Linked DNA regions of Sus scrofa: all the other regions are linked to region 1. The links are chromatin contacts, called in public HiChIP or PLAC-seq and promoter capture Hi-C maps. All regions are on one chromosome and are shown on one strand. The core of a region is the stretch at or near the end of the contact, and the rest is flanking DNA. Distances in the headings are between cores, read along the strand shown.

Region 1 (3,887 bases), core at 384-2,883:
ATGGCAGCAAAGGGTCCCAGGTCCCAGTCTGTCTCAGATATGTTGCATTAACTTTATAAAGAAAAAAATAAGTAAATAAGTTGTTCTGAGATTGACGCCAGTATGTCAATATGTTTAAAAAGAAATCTGACAACTCCCAAAACCAAAGCCCTCATTTTTTCCAGTTGGTTGGTCTATCTTAAACATAAATTCTGCTTATAATTGAGCAGGACCCTGGGGGGGTCTTCCTGGGGCTAGCCCTTCCCCATAACCTCTGTTTTAGCTCCTCTCTGAAGTACCCAGATGACATCGTCTGATGTGTATTTCCTGAGTTGTTTTACAGATGCTAAAACTATCACCAGATGGAAGAAATTAACTACTTGATGATCACGAGTATGGACCTACTGACATCTAAGGACTGATAAAAGTAACCCTTGTGACTCCGCCCAGTTACCTCACCATTAACCAATCAGAGAGTTGTGCACGAGCTGATCGCTTACCCACCCCCCAACTTCATTTGGCTTTTTAAAGGCTTTACAATTTGGGGTTCTGGGAGTTCGGATTTTGGGGGGACACAAGCTACCCGTCTCCTTGCATAGCTTGCAATAAGCTTTTCTCTCCTGCAAGCTCGAACGCTTCGGTTTACTTGGCCTCGCTGCCCAACTTGCGATAAGAAGCTTCCCTTGAAATTCCTCAGGCACTCTCAAGAGTGCAACCTTAAAGCCTGTTTTATTCACAACCTCTTCATTCTGCCCGCTCTGGTCTTCCTTCTCTAGCACGAGAAAAAAAAAAGGGCAAAGAGACGAACTAGAATGATACAGCTACGCTCTAGAGAAGCGGAAAGAAGGTAAACCTGTGAAGAATGCCGTCGGTCCGGAAACAGCCTCCTCCCAGCTTCTCATTTCCTCATTACGAACAGCATAAGCCCCAAGAAAAAGCAAGGAGGCTGTATGAATAGAGGAGCTTAGGGAGTCTCCCTGTGCCCTACCGGGTTAATGATCCAGCGTTGTCTCTGTGGCGGGGCAGGTTCGAGTCCTGCCAGTGGGTTAAGGATCCGGCGTTGCCCAGCTAAGGCGTAGGTCTCAGCTGTGGCTAGAATTTGATCCCATGCCCGGGGCCTTAAATACGCGCAGGGGGTTCAGAGACTAAACCCCTATACAAACCTGAACCTAAGGCCTCCTGACCTCCACACAGGGCAGCCCCAGGCAAAGTGCGTCACGCACTTTCTCTGCCCCAAAGGAGGCATGTTGGGATTCTGTCCGGGAATTTAAAAGAGCTCCGAGGCGGAAAGGTTCACTCCCGGCTTCGACCTTTACAGCCAACCTAAAAGGTTCAGTCAAGCGCCGGCTTAAACCCAAGTCGCCAATGGAAGAATACGAAGAACATCATCACCACAACCCCACCTCGCTTAAAATGGGATGTTTACTCACCTTACACACAGCTCTGCATTGACCTTTACTTCCCAATGAAGTCTTCTTCTAGAAACACACGAACATCTCAGGTGAAAGAAGCGCGGGGAGACGGCCCAAACCTGAAACCCGGAGCGACTAAAAACCCGGCCCTCAGGAGAGGAGCAACAAGCCGCACCTCCGTAAGCAAGATGTCGGCCACCTCACGGTTACCCCGGAAGGGATTACGGAGTCGCGCCAGGCATTGTGGGAATCGAAGTCCGGCCTTCGTGTCCAGCCTGGCAACCTCATAGTCTCCCAGAATCCATTGCTTCAAATTCGCGCCAATGGCAACAAACGTAGACCGGAACTAGTTCTTAGGTTGCAGCCGGTTACTTGTTTAGAAGCATCAACTTCGGCTAAAAAAGGCGATGACCTGGTCCGGGTTCATCCCTGAAGGAATAAAGACTGGGTGCCTGGCAGCCCAAACAAAGACATTAGATGCTCTCAGCGCGGGCTTTAAGGCTTTTGGGAAACAAAGCTTTTTCAAAGAGAACTTAATATATGGTCTCGTCAACTAGGGTTGCTGACCTTTCTACGAAAAACCAGTAATTGTAGGCTGTTTCTCTCAGGAAGAAAAGAATCAATACAGCGGAGCGTTGATAGCAGATAAAAGTACTTATGAGAAAATCACCTCTCGTGTCATAACTATATTTTGTTTTGTTTAGGGAAATGACCATTTACTGAGTTTTCCCATTTAAAAAAAGTCAGTTTGTTAAAAGCACTTGAAACAGGACTTCGTTTGTGATGCTGCTTGTACAACTATAAATATAATAAAAGTCGTTGAATTTTTAAAAAGAAGAACAGCGCTTGATAAAAGTATGTGCTGTGTAAGCGTTTGTTAAATTATAAGTAACTACAGGAGTTCCCTGCTGTGGCTCAGAGCAAAGGAATCTGGCTAGCATCCATGAGAACACAGGTTAGATCCCTGGCCTCGCTCAGAGGGTTAAGGATTCGGCATTGCAGTGATCTATGGTGTAGGTATCACACTCGCCCAGGATCTGCCTTGCTGTGGCTGTGGCTAGGCTGGCAGCTGCAGCTCTGATTAGACCCCAGCCTGAGAATTTCCATATGCCTCAGGTGTGGCCCTTGGGGGAAAAAAAAAAAAAAAAGATGTTTTGAGATCAAGCAAGTATCCTGTTCCTAATCAAACTCTAATTAAGGTTCTGCCTCCATTGATGATTCTTACTACAACTGATCTTTACAATGATAGTTGCAAAATAATTATTTCCCCCCAACTCCTTCAAGCCCTCCACATTTATTATTCCTGATGGTAATGAAGAGTATGATTATTAATAAGAAAAGCCCGGGAGTTACCGTAGTAGCTCAGTGGAAACAAATCTGACTAACATCCATGAAGCTGTGGGTTTGATCCCTGGCCTCACTGGGTGGGTTAAGGATCTGGCCTTGCTGCTCTCAGACACCGCTCAGATCCCACGTTGCTATGGCTGTGGGTAGGCTGTCAGCTGTAGCTCTGATGAGACCCCAGCTTGAGAACCTCCATATGCCTCCATATGCTAAAAAGCAAAAAAAAAAAAGCCCTTCTTAGTTATTTAATATCAGTGTGAATTTATGTATTCCCCTTATTCAAGAAGTTATAATCCATTGTTGTTCTTATTTATTAATAGTTTATTATATCATAGTCTATTTTAGGACAATTTCAGGTTCAAGAAAAACTGAATACATAGTACAGAGTTCCCACGTACCCCCCATCCCACACATAGTGTCACCTATTACTCACCTCTTACAGTATTATAGTACATTGTTAAAATTAATGAACAAATATTGATATATTAGTATTAACTATAGTCCATAGTTTCTTGCAGACTTCCTTAGTTTTTACCTAATATCCTTTCTGTTCCAGGATCCCATACAGGAGACAGTACCACGTGGAGCTGTCATTTCTCCTTAGGCCTCTCTTGGCTGTAACAGTTTCTCAGACTCTGCTCAGTTTGATGACTTTGGCAATTTTGAAGAGAACTGGTCAGGTACTTTGTAGGAGGCTCTTCTATTGCAATTTATATATTGCTTTTCTCATGATCAGACTGTTGTTATGGGTTTTTGAGAGAAAGACACAAGGTAAAATATCTTTTTTATCACATTATAGTAAGTGTACATACTGCCAACATAATTTATGATTGTTTTATGTTGAACCCGATCATCTGGCTAAAGTAGTGTTTATCAGGTTTCTCTACTATAAAGTTACTCCCCCCCCCACCACTTGCATACTGTCCTCCTTGGAAGGAAGTCACCTTAAACAGCACACCTTTCTGGAGTGAGCCCCTTCATTAGAGTATTTACATAATTTATTCAGAATTCTTCTGCATGAGAGATTCATCTCCTCTCCCATTCTTATTTATTTTGTTACTCAAAATATCTGAGATTTGGTCAACTTTGGGTTGGCTCCTGCTCTTTAAACCTGCCAGCTTGTAGGCAGCTCGATCCCTTGCTGTGCTCTGG
Region 2 (3,791 bases), core at 977-3,476, 590 kb before region 1:
ATAGAGCACCGTAGAATCGTCACTGTGTTCGACTCTAGTTTGAGTTGCTCTGTTTCTGTGCAGACAGCCCCCTCCATTCAGGCTAGTGATGCCGCCAGACTCCCTGCTCACCCACATGTTCCTGTTTTACTAAGACCCCCGGGAGCAGCTAACACGTTGACCTACCCCCGTTCTTCACTTGTTCTCGGGACCACGCACTCTCCCGCCTTCCTCGTACGTCCCTGGCTGCTCCTTTTCCATCTTCATGGCTGGTCCCCCTTCCCTTGCCCAACTGTTGATGCTGAGTGTCCCAGGACCCTGGGTCCCCAGCCTCCTCTTCCTGATCTACCTGCTCTCTGAGCCCATCTCCTTCAATCCCATCTGCTGTCATGGAGGTCCTGGAGGCCTTCACCTGGAGGTCCTGGAGCCTTTCAGACTGAACACGGCCAAAGTTGATTTCCTATCACACACCCGTTCCTCTCCTGCTTTCCCCATTTCGGCACATAACACCATCACCCAACATCGAGATAAAAAAAAATCTAGGGCTCATCCTTCTTGATGTTCTTACCTTCACCCTGCAGGTTCAGGGCATCCTAGCAACCCGGCCTCTACAGCAGATCCACACCCACCTGTCCCTTCCATTTCCGTTATCAACACTCTAGCCCACACCACCGTGGTTTCTGACCCTCGCCCACTGGCCCATCGCCGTGGCCGCCCGGTCCTGTCCCTGCGGTCACTTCTCTCCACAGCAGCCGAGTTAACATTTGCCACACACGCCTTCCCCCACTTCGCGTTTCCCAGTAGCATCCTCTGTACCTGCCGTAATACCCAGTCGCTGCCCTGGCGTACAAAGCCCTTGCATCCCCGGGGCCCTGCCCAGGTCTCCAGTATTGTTCTCTGTCGCTCCTTTGTTTTAACCCCGGCTACACTGATTGCTTCGTATTCTCTAACACATCGAGTCCGTTCCTACCACAGGGCTTTTGCAAATGCTGTTTCTGGTCGAGAAGCTCCACCTCCCACCTGTGGCTCCTTCTTACCTTTCACATCTCAGCCTGATTCCCGTCCTCAGAGACACTTCCCCACCTCAAATAGTCACCCGGTAGCACGTCACTCGGCTTTAAGGCTCCCCTGTCTTTGCTCCTGTCTGATGTTATCTTGCTTATCTATTTATTAATTATCTGTTTATTAATTTTTACTTTTTAGTCTGTGTGTGGACATACACCCCTATACTGTACGCTCTGAGAGCAGGGGCCTTGGAGGTCTTATTTGCTGTCACAACCTTGGCGCTTGGAGCAGTGTGCTTAGAAGATGCTCAAAACTTGCATTCCGAACAAATAATGAACCCATTCAAGCAACCGCGAAATCTGTTAAAGGGGGAAATGGATGTTTTAAGTCAAGGTCAAGTCTTGGCTGATCGAGCTCAATTCCTAAGGACTAATCAAAAACATAAAATCAAACTTCCTGTTAGTTAGCCAATTCAGTTCTTTTCTCTGCATTTGTGAGCCAGGCTGCCATCAAGAAAAAGCATGACGGCCCTGTAAGTCTAATAGGTTTCTGATTAAATGCATGGAAGAAGAGAATGTGACTGGGACACAGGATTCCCATGACCTATCGTGTCTGGATTCTCATTCTTTTTGATGAGCTTGTGGCCATAAACGTCAAGTCGTTTGGCAGGAAGGGAAAGTCTGGAGTAGTAAGAGCTACTCAAGTGGACGCCCCACGGCTCTCTCCAGTCTTCCTTTTTTTCTGCTCCAAGATGCAATAAAAAGTGCAGCAGACGTGAGCCTAGGAGGGTCTCTGTCGGAACTGACCGTATTGCAGGGCCTCACCTGTGGGGCCAAAGCACCTGTGTGAACCGAAGTCCGTCTCTCCGCTAGGCCACGCCCTTCCCTCAGGGGAGCTCTGTGGCCAAGCCCATTGACCCACTTAGAGATCCAGGGATAAGGAACTTTCTGTTTATTTGCAATTGGGCGCTATTTATGGCATTCTAATCACATGGCACTGGGAAGACTGTAATTACAGAGATTTGTATGAGGAGAGTATAGAACACTCCCTGTTGGACTTATCTTTGGGGATTTAGTACTGAAAGCATTGCAAATAGTTTTATTTAGTATTGAAAATTGTTGCCTATGGCCTCTCGCCAGTTCCCCATTCCTCCTTTCTCATTTCACAATTGTAGAATGCTGCTGGTGTAGTTTTCCTCTGTTTTGAGCCCCACCCTTCCTGTTGCTAAGCAGATGAACTGGATTGCATAAATTGTCAATTACTCAGCTGTGACAGTGAAAAAGACCGGCGGGCAATAGCCAGAAATGGGGACAGCTCCTTCTCGCCTGTGGATGGATTTAGGATTAGATGATAAAGAGTCAAAAGGCAATAGGTGACATTATCATAAGGAAAAGTTGGATTTATAGTTACCAACTGGGACAATTGGGGAAGAGGACAAAATACCTCCTTCCTCTTGTGCTAATTTTCTTTACATATGTATTCAGAAAGACCTGAGCAAGCTCCTCTCCTTTCAGACTATTTCTGGAAGTGAGTTCAGTATTTTCCCCCACTGTAAAAGTAACTTCCTGTCATGACCAAAAGAAAAAAAGCAGAAAAGATGTGGAAGGAAAAACATGAAACATTAATTTTATGTCTTTAAACAAACCCTATTAGCATTTGTGCTTATTTCCTGCAGAGATTTGTATTCATTATATTGGGTTGATTAAATTTGTGTGTTTATTTCTTCATTTATGCCCAGTTATAATTTACATACTTTTATCCTTAGTTTTAGAATATTTATTGAGTAGCAGGTATGAATTTATTTTAGTATTTCAGGTTAGGTTGACTCCCAAATCTGAAGTCACTTCTAAATCTATATGTATTAAAGGAGCATATTTGCATTTCTGACCCCCATTTAAAAAGAGCTGACGTTGCTTCTGGTGATTAAGCTTTCCTCATCTTATTTATTCAACTTCTTTTCAATAAAGCAGGTTTAGTCCTGCAGGTGTCCATCAGACATTCAGCTCTCATCAGGTCACCTATGGCATCCTCTGCAAATTTTCCACAGACCAAGCATTGAATAGGATTATAAAGATTTCCTTTTGGAGCCCTAATGTTTCCTGACTCCACTCACCTGTAAGAGTCTAATACGCACAATGCTACCTCTGGCTCCCCAGAGGGCGGTAAACAGTGTGTGTGGGCATAAATAGCACACCGTCAGGTTGTAAGATCTGGGTATTTGGTTTTCTTTGACGAGCCATTCCCCTCCAGACACATTAGTGGCTTCCCAAAGAGCTCCTTTGCAAATAGCTCTAGAAAAGGCAAATGAGGAACTCAGAAAGGCGTGTTGCCAATAGGACAGCAGAGGGCGCTAGAGTAATGTTGTAATGTGCCTCTGCTTTTCCCTTTGCTCGGCCGTCAGAAAAAGAAAGCTTTTAAAATAATGCACTACCTTGTCTTTGAACACATCGGCTGGAATTTACACAACACAGCTTTATGATGTGAGCCAAACATCTGTTGTTATCATTCTCATCAGCTTTTTCCCAGAAGCAGATCTTTTCTTCTCATGCTGAATTTAAGGAAAGCGTCTTTAACAGTCTCTTCTTAGACAATTGTTTTTAAGGAAAGCACATTCTTATTCTTCCAAGATTGTGAATTTCTCCTCTCCCAAGCGGTAGTCATGTTTGCTAAAATACTTAGTAGTTCTAATCCGATAGATATTAAAGAAATGAATTATTTCCAAACCAGCTTTTTAGAATCATAGAATGTGACCATTTGGCAAGTAGATGCCTACTGTTGACTTTAAAATAAAACATATGGAGAGTTTT
Region 3 (3,645 bases), core at 721-3,220, 910 kb after region 1:
TAACGCCTGCAATTCAATTGTAAGAAAACAAAATCAATTTTTAAAATGGGCAAAAGCTTTGAACATATTTCCCCAAAATTAAATATCACCATGTATCAATTCAAATGGCTAAACAGATAATACTAACTGTTGTCATTTGATTGAAAGACTCATCATCCGTTTAAACTAGAGGGAAGACAATTAAAAGAGTAGAGATGCAGGTAAATTACATGGTGGGAAGAGGAGCTAATTCTTGACTAGGCTCATGATTCTTTTCTCAAAAAAGGATGAGGCAAAGTCATTGGTTGAGGAAGAAGTTGGTGATTCCAAAAGGGAATAAAATACCTGGTTTAAAGAGGGCAGAGTAACTACAGAAAAGAGTCTTTGTGGACTGGGGGAGAGACCATATGGGTGAGATCCCATTTGTTCACCTGACTGTTAAGCTGGTGAGCTAAGCACTTTCTGTGAATCATGAGTTCAATAATGACCCGGGTTTTGCCAGGCAAGTAACAGAAGTCAGGGAAAGGGGTTGAAGGTATTTGCAGAGAAGCAACTTTAATGCCACCACTTGTGAATATACATAAACAGACTCAATTAAGTAAATAATTCCTTACACTGGGAAGCACTATGCTAGGGTAAATTACTAGTATAATGGTGGCAAAATTAAGCACTCTTTCTTTCAATTTAAGGTTGTTTGTACATGAAATATAGGGAAGACAGGAACATAAAGTTAAAATAAGCAGCTAAATGCAATATATCCCAAAACAAAACATCTAATGAAGAATTTATTCCTTATTCTACACATTCAGTTTGAGGTCTAAAACCTGTTTTTCCCCAGTTTCCAAATCAGTGTTTCCACATCCATTGCCCCTTTAGCTCTGACCTTTGCTTTCATGTGTTTCCTAATGTCTTCCATTATGTGCCGCCTGCATCTAGCCTCCTGCTCACACACTGTGATCAGTCCCCAATGATCCTGCCCAATTTTTTTTGGTTTCTCACATAAATGTACATCATGGGACTCCTCCACTGACAGTAGCTTTCTTCACAACACCTGTTACCAAAACCCACCAAAGGGTTTTAACCAAAAACTATAAAATGTCTTTATGTGGCTACTCCAGACAATCTTTTATTCCCCAATCTTCCCATTTCTCTCAGTATAACTCTTTTAAATAAATCTCTATTCCTTTCAATCTGGCTTTCACAAGGACTCAAGTTTTTACGTAGGCCGCAGATTGGAAGGAACTCTGAAATACAAAGATAAAAGTGTCTACCAAGAAATTTCTTGGGAGAACTGGGTACCTTGCTGCTAACACTTTCAGAATTGGTCTAAAATTAAAGTTGGATTAGTATGGCTTCACAGAGAATTTATTTTTGCTACCTTTGGTCGTTTCGATGCTGCATTTAAAAACCAAACCAAACCAGGGCACTCTCACGAGTTCCTAGATCCGTCCTTTAAAAGTGGTTTGCCCCTGTCTTGTAAAAATGGAAATGGAGAATTCTTCTCCTTTCGAACGGTTTGCACAAGCGGCCTTCCCGTAATTAATATTTGATAAAGACCAAGACACCATAAAACAAAGAACATAAAATGTTACTGACAAAAACGTGACGATAAAGCCGATGAACTCCATGAGTTCTTGAGAAGCACTGCTAAAAAACCAAGACATGCTTCCTGACATAATTAAAAAGCGTTTTTAGGTTCCACGTGAAGAATGTATCTGCCCACGTTCCTTTTCACGAGTGACACTCCTACTGCCTCAGGACGGATGCTTAACGACACTTTGGGTGGATCAAGCCGGTGCAGGAAGAGATTTAGAGGGAAAGGCTGGGTCCAGCCCAGCACTGGGACCGCGCCCAGCAGGCATCTGGATCGCTTAAGACTCAAGGGGAAAATAAAGCTCGCGTTTTTACCTCACATACCATTAACTTTCCACAGAGATTTCCAGAAACCTCACTCACAGCCAGAAACCCCAACCCTGTGGGCGGGAGGGGATGGAGGGGGGGAAAAAAAAAAAACACAAAAAACCTACTACGCCACCATTTCCGCCTTGCCGGGCCAACAAACGTGCAAAGATGGAGAAAGACGCACGTCCCGGCAGCGCCTACGTCCCCAAAACGCGCAAGTGCGAGCGAGGTCCCGCCCCCTCGCGCCCCCAGCGAGGCGCGCGCACCAGAAACCAGCCCCCCGCTGGCGCCGCCCCGGGCTTCCGCCCCGAGGCCCGACGGTCGCTGTTCGGTTCCGGTTCTAGTCCCGCCCTCACGCGGGAACCCTCCAGAAATCTTAATATCCGGGACCCGAGGCCGCCGGCAGCGCGCATTTCCGGCGACAGAAAGGATCCGGTGACGCCTCTTCCCTTCTCTCCTGCCGCCCAGGCTCCGGCTCTCGGTGCGGCAGCGCCATCTGGTGCCGAGTGTCTCGCCGCCCGCGGAGGGGGCGCGCGCCTTTCGGAACCTTCCAGAGAAAACGCGGCCCCGGTTCTGCTCTGTCCCGCCCTCGGGAAGGGAGCGACCAGAGGCTCCGCCCTGCCGAGTTCCCGCGCAGGAGGTACTTTGCAGCACTTTGAATTGGTAGCTGCTTGTATGTGTTAGCTTGAAAATACCCGAGATGGAGCGGAAACGGAGTTCTTTCTCTAGTTTTAAGCCCAGAAAAAAAGCAGGTCTTTTTTTGTCTCCTCATACTTTGCTCTTGAGTCCTTCTCAATCATCCCTGCGTCGATTTCTTAGTCTTTTGGGACCGGGCTCCACCATTTCTTGCTTGGTGGGAAGATGGCACAGGTGTTGTGTCTTAGATTGGTTTCTGCTGTAAGAGGTTTTGTTTCCCTTTGATGATTAAACATACAGCGTACGTGTTTGGAGCCCCTGAAGGAGGGGAGAATTTCATGGATAACTTTTTAAAAAATAGGCCAAGGAAATTTCCGAAAGGTAGCCTCAGAAACACTCCGGATAAATATAGACTTGTTCGTGTGTCATATTTCTCTTAGATAACGGACGGGGAAAAGAAAACCTTTCCCCTAAGTTAGCAAAATCAATGTAAATTCTTCCTTGATGAATTTTTGCTTAAGAACCTCGATTTTCCTGGAAGTTTGAGGCCTGATTGTTTGGTAGTGAGCAATGGGTTGTTCTTAGGGCTTTACCAGAACGCGGCTTAACTGAGTATTTTAAGTGGAAGTTAGTGAAGGAAGTTTCCTGTAGCCTTCAGCGCCTACTGAAAGCACTGCTTCACTGGGCGATTCTCCTGCGGCAGCGATTCTCAAACGTGAGCATGCATCAGGTGTCCCTGGAAGACTTGTTAAAATAGATTGGCCTTAACCTGAAAGATTTTAACTGGGAAAGGCTGGGGGTAGAGCTGAATAATCACGACTCTGATAAATTCTCTGGTGATAACTTAAGCTGTGGGTAGTAGCACCACACTTGGAATAATTTATAGAGTTGAGGGTTGCTTTGTCAGTAATGCATGAGAACGGGGGTTTGATTCGTATCCTTGCCCAGTGGGTTAAGGATCCAGCCTTGCCCTGAGCTGTGGTGTAGGTCGCAGAGGTGGCTGGGATCTTAGGTTGCTGTAGTTGTGGCTGTGGCTTACAGCTCCGATCCGATTTGACCCCTACCCTGGGAACTTCCATATGCTGCGGGAGTGGCCCTCAAAAAGCGGGGTGGGAGGGAGATAATGCT

Evidence for each region. Promoter capture Hi-C pulls out the DNA fragments that hold promoters and counts their contacts. HiChIP or PLAC-seq counts read pairs in DNA pulled down with a chosen protein or histone mark.
Region 2: a contact with region 1 is called in an H3K27ac HiChIP or PLAC-seq map of alveolar macrophages. The contact joins the enhancer-like site here to the promoter of N4BP2L2 in region 1. A contact is called at or near these places in 14 of 47 Hi-C or Micro-C datasets (alveolar macrophages, embryonic fibroblasts, fetal heart ventricle and 9 more) and 2 of 2 datasets of contacts at active chromatin or transcription factors (alveolar macrophages and skeletal muscle).
Region 3: a promoter capture Hi-C map of liver shows a contact between it and region 1, with 11 times the contacts expected there. The contact joins the promoter of LOC106507939 here to the promoter of N4BP2L2 in region 1. A contact is called at or near these places in 3 of 5 promoter capture datasets (fetal liver, fetal skeletal muscle and liver), 7 of 47 Hi-C or Micro-C datasets (epiblast stem cells, fetal liver, liver and 3 more) and 1 of 2 datasets of contacts at active chromatin or transcription factors (alveolar macrophages).

What each region holds. Positions count from the first base shown.
Region 1 is chr11:8,996,177-9,000,063 of Sscrofa11.1, forward strand. N4BP2L2 (NEDD4-binding protein 2-like 2) reads right to left here and starts at 1,634. Exons shown (of 13, transcript XM_021065179.1): 1 at 1,410-1,634.
Region 2 is chr11:8,403,110-8,406,900 of Sscrofa11.1, forward strand. All of the region lies in intron 1 of LOC110255743 (a long non-coding RNA gene), which reads left to right. Among named protein-coding and RNA genes, the nearest start is that of FRY, 110 kb to the right of the region's middle. Within about 2 kb of position 2,227, at least 32 of the 83 cell types and tissues checked have an H3K27ac peak or open chromatin away from gene starts, as enhancers often do. A contact at or near this core is called in alveolar macrophages, mesenteric adipose tissue, omental adipose tissue and 3 more, where this site is marked.
Region 3 is chr11:9,910,802-9,914,446 of Sscrofa11.1, forward strand. LOC106507939 reads left to right here and starts at 1,971. Exons shown (of 4, transcript XM_021065188.1): 1 at 1,971-2,521. The coding sequence starts at 2,050. The region is part of intron 1 of LOC110255744 (a long non-coding RNA gene); the gene reads right to left.